2 separate regions of the Rattus norvegicus genome follow, and region 1 is linked to region 2. The links are chromatin contacts, called in public Hi-C maps. All regions are on one chromosome and are shown on one strand. The core of a region is the stretch at or near the end of the contact, and the rest is flanking DNA. Distances in the headings are between cores, read along the strand shown. Region 1 holds the start of Pdhb (pyruvate dehydrogenase E1 subunit beta). Region 2 overlaps LOC120096928 (a long non-coding RNA gene).

Region 1 (5,780 bases), core at 3,158-5,657, 170 kb before region 2:
TGTGGGTGCTAGGGCTCCAACTCAGGTCTTCATGCTTACAGAGCAAGCCTTTACTGGATGAGCCATTTCCCCAGCCTAACAAGATTAGATCATAACTTGAGAGAGTAGGGATTTAAAAGATCCAGAGTTTATGTGGTTAAACAACCACCACTTTTGGCTGAAAGCAGAGACAGACTGATGACAAAGCTCAAGGTGGCCTGGCAACCATGATTCTACTTATCTTCTGAGTCTTGGGATTACAGGCATGAATCACCATTCATAGCTTCTGGACATAGTGCAGTGAGTGTGTAGTAGCATACAGAAGCATGCACTGTAGCTGGGTGTGGCGACACATGCCTTTAATCCCAGTACTCAGGCAGGTGGACCTCGAGTTCAAAGTCAGCCCCAGTTCTAAGACAGCCAGGACTACACAGAGAAATCTTGTCTTGAAAAAACAAAGAATTCAAAGGCTGGAGAGGTGGCTCAGTGGTTAAAAGCACTGGCTGCTCTTCCAGAGGTCCTGAGTTCAAATCCCAGCAACCACATGGTGACTCATAACCACCTACAGTGAGATCTGTGTCTGTTCCGGCCTGCATGCTGTACACATAGTAAGAAAATAAATCTTAAAAGAAAGCATGCGGTGGCATAAGTGGGGGAGATGGCAGACGACAACTTTCAGGAGTTGGTTCTCTCTATGGCTCTTGGGAATCAAACCTAAGATTGTCAGCAATTTTACCTGCTAAGCCAACTCATCAGTCTTGGATCTTAAAGGAGACTTTCTGATTTGTGAGGGGTTGGGGCAGTGAAAGTCCACTTACCTCACATTCAATTCCCTCCTTAGACAATACAGCTGCAGCTTCTAGGCAGTGGCCCACTGGTCTTGAATGGGCAACTACAGTGATGTGGGTCCCTGAAATAAAGCAGTCACAGATTAGCGATGCTGTAAGGAGCCACAGCTAGTCTTATCAATCGTGCAGCTTACTTCAGTGAGCTGCACAGTGAGGCTGTGTTCATGGACATGAAATCAAACCTACCAGAGAGACTCAATGAGCTCATTCATTCTTTACTTTTCAAGTCAAACTCCATAGCAGTAACTTCTAACCTTTGCAAACAAAAGGGCTACAGTAAAAACAATTCATGAATACCAAGGTGTCCTTACCTTGCCTTTCAATTTTGGCTTTTCCAATAGGAATCAGGAAATCTTTTGATTGAGCTTCTGTGGGAAGTTCAAATGCAACTCCATACATCAGTTCATTCTCTAGCATCACCACTGCAAGACAGTATAAGCTCTCAAACAACAAAGTACAGGCAGAATGACTATGAATGCACATACCACAAAACCACTCATCTTATGAATAAGAAGCCTGGTTTCTGTCTCACCTAGAAGCATCAGGATGGTTTATACACAGTCTGGTCGGTAGAGGTTAAGCCAAATGTGCAGGTATGCAGTAAAGAACTGGCCCTACATTTTTGACTATCTTTGTGTCTATAAATCATTTATACGTTATACATATGCTATATCTAAGCCTCACTAGATGGCCTCGATGGTTCCTTGTATGGTTCATGTCAGCTCTTTCACTGTTCAAGAGAAGCAGGAGTTACCTGGATTATCATCACGAATGGCCGATTTAATAAGTCCTTTCGCATCCTCGGAATTCCAGGGGCTGACCACTTTCAAACCGGGGCAGTGCCCATACCACGCAGCGAAGCATTGCGAGTGCTGAGCAGCCACGCCCGCTGAGGCGCCGTTGGGCCCCCTGAACACTATGGGCACCGGCTGGAGGCCAGCAGACATATAGTACGTCTTGGCAGCTGAGTTTATGACCTGGTCAATAGCTTGCATAGAGAAATTGAAGGTCATAAATTCACAGATGGGCCGCAGCCCAGCCTGTCAAATGGAAAAGTCGATGTTAAAAAGACTAAACAGAACAAGGAAGAGTGGTAAACAACCAAGCAATCCACTCCTCTGACATCCGGACAGCACGGCTTGGGGTTTGTCTGTCTGTCTGTCTGTCTGTCTGTCTGTCTCTCTCTCTGTTTTTTTGTTTGTTTGTTTGTTTTTGTTTTTGTTTTTTTGAAAAAGTTTTCTCTGTGTAACTCTGGCCATCTGGAACTTACTTGTGGTCCAGGCTGGCTTGAACTTAGAGATCTGCCTGACTCTTGAGTGCTGGGATTAAAGGCAAACACCACAACACGCAGTGCAAACAATATTTTCAAAAGATATTAAGGAAATCTCCTTTGATAAGCATCATAAATATTACATACCATAGCTGCACCAACAGCAATTCCAGCAAAGCCCATCTGTAAAGCAAACAGCAAACTTTAGAAAAAGTCCATAGAAATTAAGACTGAATATTTGACCAGCCCCTCTCAGTTTGTCCAGAAGGCGTACCTCCGATATGGGAGTATCTATGATCCTCTTGTCACCATATTTCTTCCACAGGCCTCTGCTAACCTACAATTTAGATTTTGCCACATCACTTTCAAGTGGTTGTCAGGGTAAATGGCTACTTTTTAATTTTATATAAAGTTTATCTAGTTCAGTTACCTTGTATGCACCATCATACTGGGCAACTTCTTCCCCAAGCAGAAAAACCTTTTCATCTCTTTCTAGTTCTTCATCCATACCTTGATTAATGGCTTCACGAACTGTCAACTGTCACAGGTACATAAACAGAAAACACGCTACAGGATTATTAAGGAGACTACGGAAACTCCCTTCTTCATACTTATCTACGCTGCCCACAACATAAAACATAAATCTAACATTCATGCAGGCAGTCCAAGTTCCAAAAATGTGAGGAGGCAAGATGGCCAAGCCTGACGAGTCTCATCTCCATTTCTACGTGGTGGAAGGAGGAAACTGATTCCCTGGAAGTTGACCTCAAGTGCACACGGGCATGCTCACACACACAAAAAACTTATCATACAAATCAAAGCTCCAAGAACTTAACAAGTAACTTATGCCAATAATCTTTCACTAGATGTTAGTGATAAGCCTACAGAACACTTCTGCTGTACTGCTTGATGTGCACAGTCAAGAAAACCAAGCAATTGCTAAACTAGCTCGAAGGCAGTTTCCCATGTAGAAAACACGCCAGGCTGTTTTACCTATACCCTTGGAGCACTAAGACTCAGAGAACGAGCAAGGAAGGTCTAACCATGGCTACTAACTACGGCTAAGTTTAAGCATTCAGTAGTGTACAGCTTGACATCCACAATGCTGGTGCTGCTAGGCTACTAAAATATGTAGAATGGTAAAATCCTTCTAAGATATACATATGCCAAAAAGAAAAGAAGTGTGTATCTGCAAGCCAGTGTTCTCAGCACCAGAACAAATCCAAACGGTGGAAACAAAGTCACCCTTGGATGAATACATAAATAAAATGTACAAAGGATATGAGTCAATGTTTCAAAGGAACAAATTCTGATGTATGTATTCTACAATATGGTTGAACCTTGTTAAATAAGCCAGACCCCCCCCCCCAAAAAAAATCAAAAAATTCCACTTATATGACGTTCTAAAACAAGCAAACTCAAAATGTGCCAGAAAAGTACAACAGCGGCTGGCATAGTGTGAATTATCGTGTAAAGTTCTGGAGATTGACAGTGTATACAGTGAATGTATTCGATGCCACATTTGAACACACAAGGTTTTAAAGTTATATTTTACCACAATTCGAGGTGGGGGCGTAAACAGTCAGGAAAGCAGGTGGCTGTCGGTTAAGACTGCCACCGGCCTGGTGAGAATGGGTGCCAGTATGAGTGGCACCGGGCGGTGACAGAGCCAGCGCGAATCATCCGCAGGACGCGGCCACTGCCAGGGTCCGAGATGCCACTCGGCCTTGGGGCAGACGCGACCCCGATCTTTCAGGCCTGCTCCCGGAACCCAGGATTCCCTCCCGGCCTTGCCCAGAGTCCAGACCGGTTACCTGCACCGCCGCGGGCGCCGAGCGGTGGAAACGCCTCTTCAGCAGCCCGGAAGCCTGGCAGTGAAAGAGAAAGAGGTTCAGAAAGGGCACAGGGGATACGGCGGGTGCACCAGGGGCCGCTACTTACCTGCCGCAAAGGTCCCCGCACCAGACCAGCCACCGCCGCCATCTTGCCCGTGTCCTCTACTCGCAGCCGAATGACAACACAGAAGCGCCGCAGACCCCGTCCGGCGCAGCCAATGGTAGGGCGTGACACCTTTAGGTCCCGCCTCTGTTCGGCAAAGCCAATAGAGAATGTCAACTGGAGGCCCGCCTTCCTGAGTAAGCCAATAGCAGGGCAGTATTTCAAAAGCCCCGCCCCCAGGCTTTGGCAGGGTGAGACCTATGGCCCCGCCTCTGCATACGTAGCCAACGGCCAGTTTTGACGCCTGCGAGCCCCGCCCATCTAGCGAATCCTGGTCCTGCGGAGGTGACGCGAGGTTGCTGTTCCTCTCTGACCTGGTGCACTGGAGAGAACTTTGCAGACTGCTCGCGGTGGCTGTCATGCACCTAGCACGCCCTGCACTCGGCCCTTACTGCTGTCTGCTCACGTGCTAGGACTGAGTCAGTGTGGCCTGATCAACGGAGGCTGTAAAGACCTTAAGGCCCCTTTGCGGGCACTGCGGGCCTTGAGCAACACGTGAATCTTGCAACACATTGTATGAATGGGCGCTGTCAATTGAATGTAAACAATAGCTTTTTTGTGTGCACTAAGTGTCCACTTTGTGCCAGGTATTGTGATGTGTGTTTGATAAGTGATTGTAGGCGGTAGTATTCTCTCCATCCAGACGTGAAAAGGTGAGGAGTTTGTTCTGATCATGCTGAATTTAGATGGCTTACCTGGACCGTAGAAGAAGCCTGAAGCCTAGTTTTAACAGACCTAGAGACATTTGAGAATAGCTGTTTAGACGCTGCCCTTATTTTCTGCATTCAGTCTCATCGACTGTAAATGGAAAGATGGACAATGAGGTATGGGATTACCTCCTTCCAAAGCTCCCTGGTTAGGGCCATCAGGTGGTCATGTTGTAAGGTATGTCAAATATAAGTCTGCTATCAAAGAACATATAAACTTGTGTTTGGGACAAGGACTTCAAAGCCTCTTATCTCTCCTGCCATCAAAGACTTTGATGGAAATAGATGTTTTTGTTTTAACCCCACAAGACAGGGTTTTTTTTTTTTGTTTGTTTATTTTTTTTAGATTTATTCATGTATTATACATAAGTACACTGTAGCTGTCTTCAGACACACCAGAAGAGGGCATCCGATCTTTTTACAGATGGTTGTGAGCCACCATGTGGTTGCTGGGAATTGACCTCTGGAAGAGCAGTCGGGTGCTCTTAACCGCTGAGCCATCTCTCCAGCCCAAGACAGGGTTTTTATATGTAGTCCTGGCTGTCCTAAAACTCATTCTGTAGACAAGTCTGGCCTCGACTTACAGAGATCCATCTGCTTCTGCCTTCTGAGTGCTGGGATTAAAGATATGTGCCACCACCACCCGATCCATATTTTTTTCTTTTTACCACTGGGTATTTTTTATGGCATAAGTGTTTCAAATTTTATTTACTAGCAATTTTAATATTACATTCACTACATTGGCTGTATTGTTCTCATTTATTCAAACTATGTAGTTTGCTTACATCAAGGTGCCCTAACTTCAGAATATATATATATATATATATATATATATATATATATATATATATATATATATATATATATATTTCCAGTGAACAAGAACACTCTTTCATGTAACCAAGGACATTCTGGGAATTGATGTTGACAAGGCTGGCCTTGAACTCAGAGATCTGCCTGCCTCTGTCTCCCTGGAAT
Region 2 (5,663 bases), core at 178-2,677:
TCAAGCAAGGTATGCCTACCTGGTCAATTAGGAAAGCTTCTGGAATGTTCCAAACAGTGGTGTGAAAATTTTGCTTCCACAAATTAGAAGTACCTTAATTTACTCCCTCTAGTAACCCTGGTTATGACCAGGGGGTTGACTTTGCAGATTAAAGCTTCTACAGTTCCGGGGAAGCTCATAATGTGCCTGAGACAAGCAGCTCTGTCTGACTTCCTCTCCAGGCTCACAGTGTTTGCATTTTGTCTTTGGTTTTCTGTTCTGTCTGGCTATGCTGGTGGCAGAGGCCATCATCTTCTCCAGGTGAACATCAGGAGGAAATGGTCAATGTGCCCCCACCCCGTGGAGTGGGCTACACCCAGGAGCCTCAGCCATTCACACCCTCAAAGCTGTCTCCAAGTCAAAGCCAGGATTTGCTCAGGAAAGCTGGTCAGGGCTCAGGGCAAAGCCCGAGATGGCTAATGATGAAAACAGTTCTAATGACACAGAAAAGCTGGTGCACAGTCTACACACATAGGACTGTTCGAAACACGCCCCAGCCTATGAAATTCCCACAGTGAGTCTCTTAGATGGTAACTCTTGCACACAAGGAAATGAGTAGAAAACTTAAGTGATGTGCCGACATCCCTGTATCTGGTGACAGCAGGTTGGTCAGTCTGAAATTGTCCTCATGCTGGGTCTTTTTTTAGTACCCATCTGCCTGTGCTGGACACTCCCTTAGGAGCCAGAGAACCTAGGTTATCTGTCACTGCAGAAATGAAGAAACCAGACACAGGCTTTGCCTTGAACCACAACCAGCTCAGAGCAAATCCTGGCTGTGAGTTGGAGACAGCTTTGAGGACATGAGTGGCTGAGGCTCCTGGGTGTGGCTAGGGTCACCCCTGAAGGATCCAGTCCCCCTAGCCACATGCAGAACTCTAGGATGACACACAGGGGCCCCCACTTTCTTCCCTGGATTTTCCTGTGGCACGAAGTGTGTACCAGGCTTGGGTGGGTTTCAAGGTTAGGTCCAGACTCCCCCTGTTCAAGCTGATCTGTTTTACAGCTCATTTTTTCATGCACAAAGGTGGCTTTCAGAGTTGCTCCAAAGCCAGGAGCACTTCAGTCAGGCTGTGGAACAGCACATTCCTGGGCAGCTTAAGGCCCCCTGGGGGGTTCCCAAGGATCCTAATCTCCCAGCTTCCTGCCTCTCCCTAAGGAAAACCAAGGCAACCGGGAAGACCAACAGGGCAGCAATGGAGTGGTAACACAGCTGGGGTGTGGAAGGTGAACTCTGGCTGGCTTGGCCACTGTTTTCCCCTCTGGCCACACACTGCTTAGCAGAGAGCCAGCTCGGAGGTGGGGCATGATACAGGGTGGGCCTGTGTAGGGATGTCAGTGTCAGGCTGGACAGCCTTATTAATAGGTCATCTCTGAAGGCAGTCGGGTTGGGGCTCTTCTGGAGCGGAAACTCTTGACAGCAGACTCTATCGTTCACTAGGATGGTGTCACGAGTTGGCTGGAGGGCAGCCGGCTGGGCTCAGGCCAGGAAAATGTCTGGAGGCTGGATTCCAGGCCAGAGGCCAAGTTCTCAAAGTGCCCCCAGTAGTCACTTTCCTTTTCTTACCACTAGGCTCCTCTCTGACACCAGCCGGCGGTAGAGACTAAGGCAGGAGCCAGTGGGATTCAATGCTAGCTTTGCCCTTCGCAGCTCTGTAGCCCTGGAGAATGATTTAACTTTTCATGACACCGGTGCCCACTCATCCACCCATATAGGTGGGTGACTCCCCGTAAGCTGAAGCCTCTGTTTTACTAAAATATTGGTTAAATCATGCCACTTACTTATAAGCTTATCCTTTGGGCTGCAGGTGAAGCTAATTTGGAGTGCACAGAGACCTGGGTTCAGTCCCCAGCCCTGACTGAAAGTGATGTGCTGGTGTGTGCTGGCCACCTGAGCACCAGGAAGTAGAGGCAGGAAATTCAGGTCACGCTGAGTGAGCTACGTAGTGAGTTCAAGGCCAGCCTGGGCTACATGCAGCTCTTTCTCTAAATCAAAGGGAAATAAGATAACAGCAGTGTATGATGGGCCGGAGGGCCTACAATGGCCCCGTCCTGTCAGGCTGAGAATGGAAGGAGGTGTCACTCTGGAATGAAGCTTCCGTGAAGCGAGGCGCTGCTGTTGCTGTGCTGATAACAGTGATGAGTTCTGTGCCAACTAGTGAGTCTCAGGTAGCTAACGCCTCAACTGCAGCAGCTCTCCCAAGATGTGGAACAGGGGAAATCCTGCTGCTGCCCACTTCCTAGAGAACAGAGCCTGGCGTGGAATGGGTTTCACAAAGTACATGCAGGTGATTTTACAGTATGTTTGGTGGTAGAGGGCCAGCTGTAGAAAACACCCCCACTCCAGGTTTACGGGGAAGACTGATCAAGCCATGTTTGCTTCTAGAACCTTGTTTCCTACCCTCGTTCCTCTCCCAACTCCTCAAGAGTCTGTTCCACAGAACCCGCCCTATACCACAGGGCATTTGCTGTTCTCACTCTGCCTGTGTATTCCCTCCTCCCTCCTTCCCTCATCTTTCAGACCCTGACTGCAGGGCACCACCTCCTGGGAGGAGCCTTCTTTGGCTTCCCATGTGAAGTCATCTCCTGGGTTCCCTGGTCAGTGTTTTTCCATAGCACTTAGCAACTGAAATATTTCTGTGGGCTTTACTCACCTCTCTCGTCTGGAATCGACTTGTCCCGTCTTACTTATTGGCTTCTCCCTAGCTTTAGGACAGTGTTGGTTCCATTGTAGTAGCTTAAGTGCCACCCAGTGATGGTAGAGTTACTGAAACAGTCTGTATGGAGTGGGTTCCACGAAGCCTCACGCTCTGAAAGAGGTCACGACGGGGACTGGGGTGGATTCAATGGGTAAAGTGCTTTCTATACAAGTATGAAGACCTAAGTTGGAGCCCCAGCACCCATGTAAACTTACCTGTAAACCCAGTGATGGGATGCAGAGGTGGGGAGATCCTGGGGGCTGGAGTAGCTCCTGGTTCGGTGTGACTTGACTTTCCCCTGGATTACTTCTGGAATCCACTAACACTTAAGCAGTTAGACACATCCTTGAGGGGTTTTTCTTGGTTGGATTATTTGAGATGGGAAAACACCCATAATCTAGATCATCTGAGGCTAAAAGAGCCACCCTAAATGTGCCCTCCCCCACCCCCATCCCCATTTCAGATGGCAGCCTGCCAAAAGGGACATGAAGCCCTTTGCTTTTTGCCTGCTTGCCCTCACTCTTGATGACAAGTTCATCTGTCTTGCTGCTGAGGCATCCATTCTCTGGGTTTGAACCTTCTTTTTTAAGTCCTGAAGACCAGCTGAGAAATCCAACGTCATGAACTGAACAACTACTAGGTTCTTGGTTGTTCCACTGGGAGACAGCCATTGTTGGATGAGCCAGAACTCAGCTGTATTAGGGTTCTCTAGAATAACAGAACTCACAGAATGAATATTTCTCTGTACACAGAAAGGGGATTTATTAGAATGACTTGCAGGCTGTGGTCCAGCTAATCCATTCAGGCCATGAGGCTGGACATCTCAGTTGGCCTTCAGGAGACACCAGATTCCTGAAGTAGGTGCTAATGCCAGTGGAGGAATGGGCTTGCTAGTGAGGGCAAGAACAAGCAGACAAGGAGCAAACGCTTCCTTCCTCCTATCCTTATGTAGGTTTCTAGCAGTAGGCATGGCCCAGATCAGAAGTGGGTTTTCTCAGATCAAAAGATCTGGATTAAGGTCTGTCTTCCCACCTCAAGATCTGGATTAGAAGCAGATCTTTTCACTTCAAATTAAGCAAAACTCCATCACAGGTGTGCCCTCCACTTTGGGGTTTTGGGTAGTTCTAGATGTGATCAAGTTGACAAAACAAGAATTGCCACCACGACAGCCTGTAAGCCACTATAATGAATCCCGCTTTGTTATATATCATTCTACCAGAGATTCATTTGATCACTTTTGTTCCTCTAACCCTCATACAGTGAGAGACTCTGTCTCAAGAACAAAGTGAACGGTGACATTGGAAATCATATTATTAACATCTGCCCCACATATGCATACATCTGTAGGGTACATACACACACACACTGAATACATCTGTGGGGTACATACATCACACACACAAACACACATCACACACTCACACACATTCACACATTCACTCATACATACACATCCATGCAATCCTCCCCACATGGTCACACACTCAACATACACCGTCACACACATATACACTCATACACATTCACTCACACATGCACTCATACACACCCATGTATACACACTAACACACAATGCACTCACTCACCCATTTACTTACACACACACACATCACACACTCATACACACTCATACATTCACTCACACATACACTCATATATACACATCCATGCAACCCCCATACACATGATCACACACTCAACATACACTGTCATACACACATACACTCATACACACCCATGAAATCATACACTAACACACAATGTACTCACTCACTTTCTCACACACACACATTCATTCACACGTGCACTCATATACACTCATGCAATCACACACTAACACACAATGTACTCACCCACTCACTTACACACACACACACACACTCATACACACTCACACATTCACTCACACATACACTCCTATATACACATCTATGCAACCTCCATACACATGCTCACACACTCAACATACACTGTCATACACACATACACTCATACACACCCATGAAATCATACACTAGCACACAATGTACACACACACACACACACACACACACACACACACACATCAATGCATGACAAATCTTAATTCCACAGTTCTTGTGCTGTATTCTCTCCAGCCCACATTCTGGCCACACGAATACATTTGCTCTGCACTTCTTTTTCTCTCCAGCACAGTCTGGCATAGGCTCAGCTTCCTTCCTGCTGGGAGAGAGTTGCAAAGGGCCCAGATGGCCATCTGCTAGAGCAGTCGACCCGAAGTCACACTCTTTGGTCAACCGTCTTGTAATTATCCACTGGCTTGGCTCTTGGAGAAGCGGGAGGGGAGAGGCTCCACGGGCTCATTACGTTTCCCTCATCTCTCTGGACTCTTGCTGAAGTAGGGTTTACAGGCTGCATGGGTGTCTAGTGACTGAGCTCTCTCTTGGTCTTTGAAGCCCAGCTCTGGGCAGAAGAACCCAGTGCAATTTCCAGACCACACCACAGGAGCAGCGGGTACGGGATTGTCCCAGGGAAACAGAGGGCCAAGGGTCAGATATTTTGGGTCTCTCTTTGTACTTTCTCTTCTTCTTCTTCTTCTTCTTTTTTTTTTTGGAGCTGGAGACCGAACCCAGGGCCTTGCGCTTGTTAGACAAGCGCTCTACCACTGAGCTAAATCCCCAACCCCTGTACTTTCTCATTGGGTGACTCCACACCCCCTTGACTCTTGCCCTTCATCTACAGGATAGAGGTAAATATCTACTCCTCTCCAGTAACCAGTGGGAGGTTGCCAGGATCACAGACGGGGTGAGCTTGAGAAAGATGCACCACAAACCATGCAACCAACTGGTTTCTATTCTTCCCAAAGCTACAATGGCATAGGGCTGGGATGTTGACCCCAAGGTTCTGTGCAATTTTCAAATGACATCAGAGTCATTCAGGAGCATACTG

What was found. A called contact is a pair of places that touch in the nucleus more often than the background predicts.
Region 1: a Hi-C map of frontal cortex shows a contact between it and region 2, with 2.0 times the contacts expected there. The contact joins the promoter of Pdhb here to the enhancer-like site in region 2. A contact is called at or near these places in 3 of 12 Hi-C or Micro-C datasets (frontal cortex, liver and mammary epithelial cells).

What each region holds. Positions count from the first base shown.
Region 1 is chr15:19,181,416-19,187,195 of GRCr8, reverse strand. Pdhb (pyruvate dehydrogenase E1 subunit beta) reads right to left here and starts at 4,407. Exons shown (of 10, transcript NM_001007620.1): 1 at 4,039-4,407; 2 at 3,912-3,965; 3 at 2,528-2,635; 4 at 2,372-2,434; 5 at 2,245-2,280; 6 at 1,582-1,867; 7 at 1,139-1,249; 8 at 798-889. The coding sequence starts at 4,080.
Region 2 is chr15:19,005,890-19,011,552 of GRCr8, reverse strand. The region is part of intron 3 of LOC120096928 (a long non-coding RNA gene); the gene reads left to right. Among named protein-coding and RNA genes, the nearest start is that of Fam107a, 38 kb to the left of the region's middle. Within about 2 kb of position 1,427, at least 35 of the 93 cell types and tissues checked have an H3K27ac peak or open chromatin away from gene starts, as enhancers often do.